Regions from separate parts of the Mus musculus genome. Here regions 1 and 3 are each linked to region 2. Evidence: chromatin contacts called from public HiChIP or PLAC-seq and promoter capture Hi-C data. All regions are on one chromosome and are shown on one strand. The core of a region is the stretch at or near the end of the contact, and the rest is flanking DNA. Distances in the headings are between cores, read along the strand shown. Region 1 overlaps Atp2b4 (ATPase, Ca++ transporting, plasma membrane 4). Region 2 holds the start of Etnk2 (ethanolamine kinase 2). Region 3 has its middle 9.2 kb from the start of Zc3h11a.

Region 1 (3,713 bases), core at 855-3,354, 350 kb before region 2:
CACGGCAGTGACAAAGAGGACATCAGCAGGGATACTGAGGGAATGGACGAGATTGACCTTGCCGAGATGGAGCTTCGCCGAGGCCAGATCCTCTGGGTCCGTGGCCTGAACCGGATTCAGACTCAGGTACTCTGTGGTGGCCTGTCCTTACCCTGGGAGAAGAAGTCTCCCCATCCTGGGAAAGGGTAGGAAGGCAGTAATTCCTGGCAGTCAACACCTTTACCCCTTTCGTAAGGCTCACTGTTCAAGCGCAGCCTGTGTTCCTTAACTTCAGGGCCAACAGGGCCAGAGGTCTCTGGGGGATTCCTCTAGGAGGGACTAGTCGGCAGACTGGACCATGGGCCAACAGACTGGACCACGGTCCCCGAGTTCCTCAGCTGTGGTTAGCCCTTCAACCCATCGCCACCCCCACCCCAGGTTTGTCAGTGGAGATGTCTTCCCACATAAGGTCTATTCCAGTACCAGCCACGACCCCAAGATAGGGACTGTGTAGTCCCTTCCCTGCCCTGATGGAAGAACTAAGAGGCCCTGATTTTATAACACTGGAAGGAAAGCCAGCATCCCTGACTGGTCGAAGTGAGAGCTGTTATCTGGGGAGGTCTTTGTTAAAGAAGCTCACCTTCTTCCATTGTTCCACCTTGATGCAAGGCCTCTCTGGGGCATCTGATGATTAAGTAGCTATAAACAGCAGTCTCTCTGTGCCTGATATCTTTGGAAGAATTCAGACTGGCTTCCCAAAAAGGGAATTTCTGAAACAGAGTACAAGTGAGTCCCCTGCTTGTAGCCCTAACCCCATTTCCCCCGACTTCCATGCATCGCTACTGGGACAGCTTCGGAGACCCCTCAACCTTTTATGGTTTTAGTCCCAAGATTCCCAAACAAACCGTCAATTCCAAGATCTTGAGGGGACTGTCCTGAGCAAGACCTGTTTCTTCCCCCTAGTTGGCGAGAGATCAAAATATTTCACTTTCAAAAACTGGCCTTTGGCTGGTTTAGAAAATTGCCTGGCCAGCCTCCCCCTCCCCCATCCCCTTTAGTGTACAGGGAAGACAAGCTAATTCACATTTTAAACTGCTTACCTGGTAGGAACTGCCTCCCACCCACCCCCAACCCCCCAGGAAGACACCAGGTAGAAAATGGGCAAGATACAGGTCGTAAACCCTGGGCTCCTCTCCTCTTTTTCCTAGGAAGGGAACTGAATCCTGACTTACATATATCACCTCATGATAGCAAGTCCCCACCTCTGCCCACCCCCACCCCCACCCCCACTGAGTCCCTTGGGTGCCCGTAGAATTTAGCACCTTGACTTCCATCTCTTCAGGTCTGCTCCTTTCAAAATAACCTCTTTGCTTTTCTTCCCTTCAGGGTCCTCTTCTACTGTGTGTTTGCTTTTTTTTTTTTTTTAATATTTATTTATTTATTTTGGTTTTGTCCCTGTTTTTTTCCTGGCCAGGATCCCCTCCTTCCAGAGCCTCCTTGCTTCTTGCCAGTCTTCTTTCTGGGGAGCTGAGATTCATGGCTCTTCCTTTTCCTGCACTCCCAGTTTGCATCCCCTTTCCGTACCTCTCCGATCTCCACAGCACACATACCTTCAGGCATACCTCTTTCCCTGCTAGAATGGAAGGGAGCTGGGCCAGATTGACTTTAAAACCTAAATCTGAGGCCAACCATGTGGTGCACATCTAACAATCTTCAGGAGGCTGAGGTGGGAAGATTCCTAGTTAGGCCAGTCTGGGCTGTGTAGCTAGACCCTACCTCAAAAAAAAAAAAAAAAAAAACAAGCAAAAGCCTAAACAGCCTCCAACAGCAGCCTATTGAAGATGCCGCTGATAGGATCCATCCACAACATTGTAACTGGCACCTAACTGAGCAAATGAGACTGAGTGTGCTAACTGCATCTTCCATGTCCAAAGCCCTCCCACCCCCATCAGGAGGGATTTTGTTCAGTCTCAGGAGGATTCCAACAAAAGCCCTTACAGTCTGGCTGCTGGTCCCCAATTGCAACACGTGGGGTGGGAGATGTTGCCAAGTGACTGCCCAGTGCTGGCTGGGATTTCCCCCTTCCCCTGGCTCTAGGCATTTCCTCCCTTCACCTTTACCCTTTAGTTTGGGGGAGGAAAAAGCACTAGAAAGCAAACATTTGAAGAATTAAAGGGCTGGACTCTTAGAACAGTAAACTCAGAATGCAGTTTTCATTATGTAAGTTGGACCCTGTAACACTCTAAGCTCCTAGGAAGGAGCCTCTACCTTCTTAATGGGACTGAAATCCGCCCCCTAAGGGCAGCCCTCACCTCCTACAGCCTCAGCCAGCAGGCCACTGTGTGGGGAAGCATTTTTAGCTCATACTTGGTCTCCACCCCTAAGTATTTCATGGCTTCTCCAGAGGCTCTGTTTACAAGAACAGGAGTCTGACTCAGGAGAAACCTTCCTTCTGGGGATGCAGTCACAGAATCCCAATCGATCTCTGAAAGATAAAGGAATCCCTTTCTATTTGCTCCTTATTGCTTAGGAGTCAAGGAGAAGGGTGGTAGATTGATTAAGACCCCAGATCATTGCTTACTGCGGGAAAGCGATGATATTAATTGCCTCCATCCCTAAGAAGGAGAAAGCGGAAAGCCAGAAGGCTGCTGTGGTAGGCGGGTGGGGGAGAGTGGCAGCAGCGGCAGCCTCCCAGCGTCGCCAGCACCAGTCTGCCAGTGAAGGTCTCCAGTGCTTAAGTCATGAGTGAGTTTCAGAATTGTGCGTCATGTACCAGCAGAATCCTAAGCACCACTGCAGCTGGAGGAAGCGTCAAAAAAGACACCTCCTCCAAACCAAGCCACTCAACCTGGCAGTCTTTTCACCAAGGCCACTTGTGTGGACTGCTATACTGCCCATCTTCTTTACACACGTGTTAACTTCCTGGGAAATTTGCAAAAACAAACAAACAAACAAACAATTAGTTGACTTAGTTGGTGTAGAGGCTCTTGGGTCTTACATTTCACTAATATGTACTTAGTTTCTGGTATGTCAAATTGCATGCCTTATTTTTAATAGTACAGGTCAACATAATGAAAAAGCTACCTGTTACCATTGGGGAGAAGTTCTTTTGTGCCTGTCCATCCTAGGCTACAGGGGAAAAGGAAACCCAATCCTAGCTGGGTGTTTGAAAATCCATAGCAAATTGTTCCTTAAATGACAATGACAGTGTGGTTTGCAATTACTGCCCTCCCCCGCCCCACCCTCACCTGTTGCTCTGGGTTTAAGGGAATAGCTCTCTTGATCTCCTACCCCTCTCCCCAGCCCTCCTGACCCTGCCTTCCTCTTCCTTCTCTCTGACTGTGGAGCAAAGCTGTCTCACTCTCTGATTCTTTGCAGATTGACGTAATTAACAAATTCCAGACGGAAGCCCCCTTAAAGAGAGTCCGAGAGAACATGACTCAACACCTTGATGTAAAACTGGTTCCTAGCTCCTATTCCGCAGCAGTTGCATCACTCAGAACTTGCCCCTCCATCTCTTCTGCCATCTCTTCTGCAGTTACATCTCCTCCTGTGGGCAGTGAGTGAGAGTATGTTACAATGCATGATTTACTAAAGCGACCACAAGAGAGCACGTGGCATCCACTTTAACCAACCATGGTTACTAGTGCTTTTCGGGTCCCCCACCCACCCCTTTGATCTTTTGACTTAAGGGAAGAAAAGAAAAAAAAATTCTACCCTACCCCAGCTAAAAC
Region 2 (3,794 bases), core at 1,235-3,734:
GTGCGGTAACAACCTGGTCTCTGCTGTGTTCCCCTGGAACTCAACCCTCTAGTGGATACCCCTGTAAGCCTATAGAATGGTGTAGCCTCTGAGTAGCATATATTAACAAATATTTTCAATGCAATGGCGGGCCTTATGACTCTCTTCATTGTTCACAGCCAAGACCATCAAAACCACAGCCTCTGAGAAAATGATGTATAATGCCCTGTTCCCTCCTCACCTGAAGAGCTGGGGCTCTCGGATGTGTTCAGGTCCCAGGGCCACACCCTGCACATACTCGTAGCACAGCCCGTTCTGAAAGGTACAGTAGAGTTTGGGGGCGCAGCCGTGTGCTCGCAGCAGTTGGAAGTTTCTGACCTCATTCTCCCGGTCCACCAGCAACTCCGTGCGCTCCCCATACACCCGGACCAACACGCAGTCCCGCATGTCCTCCTCCACATAGCAGGCCAATAGCTTGTTGGTGATGCCGTCTTTGAAGCGCTAGCATGGGGAGAGGACAGCCATGGGTGGGAGGGTGCGGCATGGTCCTCCGCTCTCTTCCCAGAGCTTCAGTCAAAACAGAATTCGTTCACTGGAATGCTGAACATAACCCCACGCCAGCTAGTACTAAACTGTGCCTTGGAATAAAGGGACACTCATGGTGGTGGATGGGAAGGAGCAGCCACACTGAGTCCAGGCACACTCACTCAGCCTAGCTGCGCGTCCAGGCCATGCTATCTAGCACAGTGGCCACGTCTGCACTAGGCGCTGGAGAGAGGCCCTCCCCTCCTTTCTCCATCCTGGCCCTGAAAGAACCCCACTGCAGGCAAGAATGTAGCCAGGGAGGGCTAGAAATTGCCCAGACAGACACCCTGATCAGCTGCCTCTCATTAAGGCAGGCAAGGGCTCTCAGAGCTGTATCTCCTGCTCTATCCAGTGGCAGAGAGACAAGGAGGGTACTGAAGTTGGCACTCTTCCCAGGGCTTTGGTGGCCAGAGGTCCTTGAATCTCTGAATTCCACACCAGGAGGAACAGGAGACAATATGAGTGGGAGCCCAGACTCTCTGGGCAGGGTGATAAGGAGGGAGGAACCCTGAACTAAAGGTTTATGGGCGCTATGGGGCAGAGCTGGATGGGACTTCAGGGGACCCACCCCTTCTAGGTGAGACGACAGGCCTAGTGGGGGTCCAGATTAGCATCTGGTATGCAGTGCTGGGTTTAATCTCAAATATGGCTTGATGCCTTCACTGTCTGTTCCTGACCAGGTCTTCTGAAAATGTTACCACATTCAGCCCAGATTCTCCTTAGAGCTGCCCCTTCCATACTCAGAAGGCCAATGACATGGGGCCCGAACCCTCCAAAGCAGGCTGTCAGGGGTGTAGGGCTGGGTAGGTTTTTAAGAGAATGCAGGACAGCGAGGGAGGGAGTAAGCTAGGGGCTCGCAGTGGGCAGTTCTGCCCACAGGTGTGTGTGTGGGACAAAGTATTCAGCTGAGGTGGGAAGAAAATGGAGTGGGGGTCAAAAGGGGCGTTGCTCAGAGCTAGCCTGAGGCCACGTGAAGAAGGTCTCAGGGCTTAGCTGGAATTCTGAATTGCACAGGGCTGGCTCCTGGGGCCACAAGGAATGCTCAGATCCCCGAGGCTTGGATCTCAAGTTAGGGCGAAGGAACAGCATGGGTGTAGGGGGAGGTTTCCTTAAAAGTTCGTGCTTCCTCGGGTTGTCAGAGTGGCTGGGTAGCACTTCTGAGCAACTAGGGGACAAGCACGCAGCGACAGGGGGTGGGGCTGCACGCGCAGCACGCTGACAGTGGGCAGGTGGACCTCCGGCGGCAGGAGCAGGCGAATGGGGAGGGTCCAGGGAAGCGTGAGCCCAGCTTTGCATAGGGATCAAAGAGAAATGGAGAGTTACACACATATTCAAACCACGGTCCAAAACATCTCCTGCGCAACAGCCGCAAAACCCTGGAACCCGCACTTGGAGGATGCACTGACGGGCGTCCACGCAGCCCCTCTGCAGCCCGGCAGCGCCCCATCCCCGGCCTCACGCCCTCTCGGCTACCTTGGTCCGAACTTGTTCGGGCTTCCAGTGCGGCCGCAGCTCCCGAATGAGGCGCAGGGCACCGGGGAGGATGTCGTCCTGTTCCACCGTGACGCTGAAGCATGGGACGGCGGCCCTCGGGGGCCCTGGAGGCTCCCAGCAGCCGGCGCTGGCCACCGCCTTCTCCTCCATGCTCCATGAGCACTGCGGGCAAGGCTCCTGCCTCCGCAGGTAAAAGGGCGAGCACGGCACTGGAGCTGAAGGGGGCACAGCCATTCCCAGCAGCCCCACCCCCTCGGAGCCGCCGCGCCCGCGTTAGCCCCTACGGGGGGGCCCTGAGAGAGAGTGGGAGTGGTCGAGGAGGGGCCAGGGGAAGTCCATGACTCATGAGCGAGCTGCCTGTTCCAATCTCCGGCGATGCAACCGAGCAACACAGCTGGCCGGGAATCGCCAAGGTCCGCCGCGACAGTGACATCATGGGTCGCAGTAACGCCCCTTGCCCGCCCCGCCCCCGCCTCCGGGCGAGTGCAGCCCGCCATCTCCCGTTGCTGGCTCCACCGCTACCTGGAGCTCTGGGTGGGGGATGCCCCGCCTTAATGACGCAAAGGGCGGAGCCTCCCCAGGCCCCGCCCCAGATCCCTGCTCCAGTATCCTAGTACTGGTTGACCAGTTTCCCACTGGAGCCCACAGCTAAAGAGCTCTTTTCCGGGTAGTCTAGGGTAAGGGGCTGGGGCTAAGGAGGGAAGAGCTTGTCTTTGTCCCAACCTCATCCTGGAACGTGGAGATCGGATGCTCCTATAGTGTGGGCTTCGGCTTGCCATTAAATCTCTTGGGAAAGGTTGGGCTGCGTTTCTAAGGCCTTCTAGGCATCATTCAGCACCACACACACACACACACACACACACACACACCTTCGATGGAGAACAGCATGGTGATGGTTCAGGGTGAGTGTCCCATAGGCAGACTGGACTCTGATAGAATGTTCCAGGGTACTTTTATGAGTGTACAAGCACATTGTAAGCCAGGACTTTGAGCAAGACTGAGTTTGGCTCACTAAATAATCCTTAAGCCTTCCTCCCTGTCCTGCAAGGCTGACTGGGCATAGATAGTGGTCGCACAGGTGCCCGGAGCTCAGTGTTTTGTTGAGCAAAGAGGTGATCAAAGGCCATAGTACAACCTAGGGATCTATGTGTATGTAGCATGACAAGGGGAAGGGATAAGTCCCCTGGCAGACTTACTGTACAGAGAAGACACATGGAAAGAGGCCAGGCCAGCCCTTGGAAAGCCCGTCCCTTAGTCATATATTCCCCTGGTCACTTCCAGAGTGAGACCAGTTAGCTGCCAGCTCTCTAGCATAGAGAGACCTGGGCTTGCCTTGGGACCTCATTTCTTATCACCTCATACTGCCCTACTTGAAAAATGCCTACAAAATAGATGTGTTTCTGTGTCCCCAAGGTTGTCCCTCCGACCTACTCAGGAACATCTCCACCACGAGGCCTTTTGGTTCTTGCTGCTTTGCACCCAGGTCTTCTGGTCCAGTTTCTGTGCTGGTGCCTCTTGCAGGGGCCACTAGCCTCACGTGGCTACTCAGCCCTTGAAATGTGGCCAGTGTGACATTTTGTGTAACTTTAATCTTTATACGCATACAAACAACAGCATGCAGCCACTGTACTGGACATTGTAGCAGATGGTAGGGAGGGACCACCTACTTGAGGTCATGATGTCCCAGGATGCCAGAACTGGAAAGGACATTGCCTCCAGCTCTTTCTTTTGCAATA
Region 3 (3,549 bases), core at 861-3,360, 310 kb before region 2:
CAAGAACTATAGTCTAATTCAGAAACTACCAGGAGAAAACACTTCCAGATATTGGTATAGGCAAGAACGTTCTATAGGATTTCAATAGCACAAGACCTAATTCCAATAGTTGGAAGCGTGGTCACATGGGATTAAAAGCTGCTCCGGCACACGGAAAGTATCAACAAAGCGAACAGACAGGATCTCTGTTGGAAAAACTTTTGCCAGTTCTTTCAGACAAGAGGTTAATAACCAGAATAACAAAGCTGCCAGTCGATAAACAAACTGATGAACTGAAGAGGCAGTTCTCAAAAAATACAAGGAAAGCACAAGTGGCCAGTAAACATTTTTAAATGCATTCAACAGCTTCCCCATTCTGCTGAGCTGTGGATACGTGTTTCCATTATTAGCAGCCAGCAGGTGCCTAACTGCACTTGGCCGAGGTCAAGGCCAAAAGCACCATCTTCAGAGACCAGAAACTTCAGAGTGAAGCTCAGAGGGCTGAAGGAACAGGCAGTGACTGGGGATAAGCTGGGTGTGATGGGACATGCCTTTAATCCCAGCACTAAAGCAAGAAGGTCTCCAAGTTTGAGGCCACCCTGATCTACATAGTGAGTTCTATCCAGGTCAATCAGACCTGGAACTTTGTCTCAAAGGCTGGGGGTTAGGGGTTGGGGGTGGAGGGAAGCAAAACAAACAAACAAACAAACAAACAAAACAAAACAAAAAAAAAGAAATTTAATTCCCAGAAAATGTTGCAACTTCCTATTAGTCTCATAAATAGAGGCTCAGAAGCACCTGGAGTCTTGTCAGAAATGAATAATTTTTCATAGTGCTTTGGAGTCACACAAAGGCAACATGGTGGCGCATGTCTTTAAAGCCAGCACTTGGGAGGCAGAGGCAGATGAATCTCTGTGAGTTCAAAGCCAGCACGGTGTACAGGAAGTGCCCGGACAAGTCAGGGCTGTGTAGGAGATCCTGTCTCTATAGAAAAGTGACCTTGAAATAACTTATCTCTTTCTGTCCCTGGTTTCTATGGTCTTCAGTGGTGTTTCATCACAGCAGTAGAAAAGTTAGAAAGCAGCCAAGGCTACAAGTAAGACCATGTCTTAAAACAAAACAAATAAAACTATTCAGGCTGTGAATATAACTCAGTGGCAGAGGTCTCCCCTATCATGTGTGAAGTCCTGAATTCCAACCCAGCACTACAGAAGAAGAAAAGGGATTGGGAGGAGGAGGAAGAAGAGGATTAGGAGGAGAAGGAAAAGAGGAAGAGGAAGAGGAAGAGGAAGAGGAGGGGGGATATCTTGTATCTGGAAAACACGGGTTTCCTGAGTCATGCATCACCTCGGGCTTTTACAATATTTCTGCCTTCTCTTCCTCATAGCTCCCTGAGCCTCGAGGGGTTTGATGGATTCATCCCATTTAGGACTGAGTGCTGCAAAGTCGATCACTCTTGCTGGGCAGTGGTGGCGCATGCCTTTAATCCCAGCACTTGGGAGGCAGTGGCAGGAAGATTTCTGAGCTGGAGGTCAGCCTGGTCTACAGAGTGAGTTCCAGGACAGCCAGGGCTACACAGAGAAACCCTGTCTCGAACAGACAGACAAACAAACAAACAAGGATAGAGATATGATAGTGAAGATGCAAGTCCCCAAGAGAAGTGTTGCTGCTTAGGAATGGCCTTCTGAGGGTTTGTACAGAGTTTTGTGTAGATATTCCTTATGCAGTTTAGCAAGTTTCCATCACAAGTTATTTAGAGCTTTCTTTAGGAGTGGGAATTGTCCTCCTGCAGCCTGCTGATAAGACGAATTGCTTTGTCCAAGTTTTGAATCTTGGGCTAGGTTTATAGCCCTACCATAAATTCTAGCATGCCATGAAAGGGCAGGGCCAGGGGAAGGGGTAGCCGCTTTTGTCTCCTCGGCCTCCATTTTGTTTCCGGCTTCTTTGTTCTAAGTCCTTCTGTGCTGCAGTCACGAGGAGTCCAGGAGCCACAGGTCTGACGGATAAACATCTTGTGATAAGGTGGATGGAATCGTCCCCTGAAGCAACAGCTGCCTTCTTACGGAGGACAAGGCCCTCCCGACCAAGCAGATCACAGTCTGAACAGGACCAGTGAAAGGACTCCTGTGCTGCCCACCGCTTCTTCCCTCCTTCCAATCTGGGAGCTCATGTCAGCACCCGGAAGACAGTACTGAAGTCGCTGAGGAGCTGCTCCCGTGTCTTCCTAACGTAGTGATGCTGATTCGAATTCCCTTTCTCCTCCATTACCTTTTGCATTTGGCTTTTGGGCAAGCTGCTGGACCTGAGTTGTTGGGATCCTCAGAGTTGGGCTTGTGGGCTAGAACTCCAGGACCACACACCCCTGTATGTGGCAATATCAACTTTTTCCCCTTTATTCTCTCTCTCTCTCTCTCTCTCTCTCTCTCTCTCTCTCTCTCTCTCTCTCTCTCTCTCTCTCTCTCTCTCTGTATTTTTGAGACAGTGTCTCTCTACCTAGCCCTGACTGTCTTGGAACTTGCTATATAGATCAGATTAGTCTTGAAGGCACAGCGTTCAGCCAGTCTCTTTCTCCTGAAGGCTGAGATTAAAGGTCACACCATGCCCAGCTTTTAACATGAATATTTTTAGTTTCATTTCGTTTTGTTTGTTTGTTTGTTTTTGGCTTTTTTTTTTTTCGAGACAGGGTTTCTCTGTGTAGCCCTGGCTGTCCTGGAACTCACTTTGTAGACCAGGCTGACCTTGAACTCAGAAATCTGCCTGCCTCTGCCTCCCAAGTGCTGGGATTGAAGGCGTTTGCTACCACTACCCGGCTCATTTCGTTTTTGTTTGTTTGTTTTTGAAATAGGGGTTCTCTCTATAGCCCCGGCCATTCTGGAACTCACCAGGTAGATTAGACCCTGCCTTTCACTCAGAGATCCACTGGCCTCTGCCTCCCAGCTGCTGAGATTAAAGCCAGGCAATTCAATGTGGTTTTTTTTTTTTTTAAAACTAGAATTTTTTTTTAACATGAATATTCTCAACAATAACATGGAACCCCATTTTATGGTTGTATTTTTTTTTATTAATTAAAAACTTTATTTTTTTGTTTTTATGGTTGTTTTGCCCACAAGTATCTGTGCAACACATGTATGTCTGATGCCCCTGGAGTCCAGAAAAGGGCACTGGGTCCCCTGGAACTGGGGTTACAGGTGGCTGTGGGCCACTGTGAACCTGGATCTTCTAGAAGAGCAGCCAGTGCTCTTAACTGCTGAGCCATCTCTGCAGCCTGACTATAATATTTAATATTTAGTCCCGGCAGTGTTTACGGGCACTAGGGACACCGTGTTCTTCTATGTCATTTTTGCCCCTGTGTGACTACAGCTATAAAGCAGCAGCTCAGTGTAGAATTGCTAAGTCAAAAGAGATTTTAAAAGCCAGTTTTCCTACAATAAAAGTAACTCATGCATAGTAAAATGAGATTAGAACCACAGCAAGGTGATAAACAATAAAATGTAAACAGCCCCTGCCTCAGACAGCCACTCCGGTTCTCACCAGTTAACCAGTGTCAGTAAAAGGAGACTAAGGTGAAGC

Evidence for each region. Promoter capture Hi-C pulls out the DNA fragments that hold promoters and counts their contacts. HiChIP or PLAC-seq counts read pairs in DNA pulled down with a chosen protein or histone mark.
Region 1: a contact with region 2 is called in a promoter capture Hi-C map of liver. The contact joins the enhancer-like site here to the promoter of Etnk2 in region 2. A contact is called at or near these places in 5 of 39 promoter capture datasets (embryonic stem cells, liver, pre-B cells and 2 more), 10 of 484 Hi-C or Micro-C datasets (the HL-1 cell line, embryonic stem cells, liver and 2 more), 4 of 115 datasets of contacts at active chromatin or transcription factors (double positive thymocytes, embryonic stem cells and epiblast stem cells) and 1 of 9 other capture datasets (embryonic stem cells).
Region 3: a contact with region 2 is called in an H3K4me3 HiChIP or PLAC-seq map of embryonic stem cells, with 5 times the contacts expected there. The contact joins the enhancer-like site here to the promoter of Etnk2 in region 2. A contact is called at or near these places in 8 of 39 promoter capture datasets (cranial neural crest, embryonic stem cells, hippocampal neurons and 4 more), 1 of 484 Hi-C or Micro-C datasets (embryonic stem cells), 4 of 115 datasets of contacts at active chromatin or transcription factors (embryonic stem cells and epiblast stem cells) and 1 of 9 other capture datasets (pancreatic islet).

Annotation. Positions count from the first base shown.
Region 1 is chr1:133,711,467-133,715,179 of GRCm38.p6, reverse strand. Atp2b4 (ATPase, Ca++ transporting, plasma membrane 4) reads left to right here. Exons shown (of 20, transcript NM_213616.4): 19 at 1-126. Among named protein-coding and RNA genes, the nearest start is that of Mir6903, 13 kb to the left of the region's middle. Within about 2 kb of position 2,104, at least 36 of the 459 cell types and tissues checked have an H3K27ac peak or open chromatin away from gene starts, as enhancers often do. A contact at or near this core is called in liver and trophoblast stem cells, where this site is marked.
Region 2 is chr1:133,362,262-133,366,055 of GRCm38.p6, reverse strand. Etnk2 (ethanolamine kinase 2) reads right to left here and starts at 2,484. Exons shown (of 8, transcript NM_175443.5): 1 at 2,038-2,484; 2 at 221-480. The coding sequence starts at 2,292.
Region 3 is chr1:133,668,837-133,672,385 of GRCm38.p6, reverse strand. No RefSeq gene overlaps it. Among named protein-coding and RNA genes, the nearest start is that of Zc3h11a, 9.2 kb to the right of the region's middle. Within about 2 kb of position 2,110, at least 40 of the 459 cell types and tissues checked have an H3K27ac peak or open chromatin away from gene starts, as enhancers often do. A contact at or near this core is called in embryonic stem cells, where this site is marked.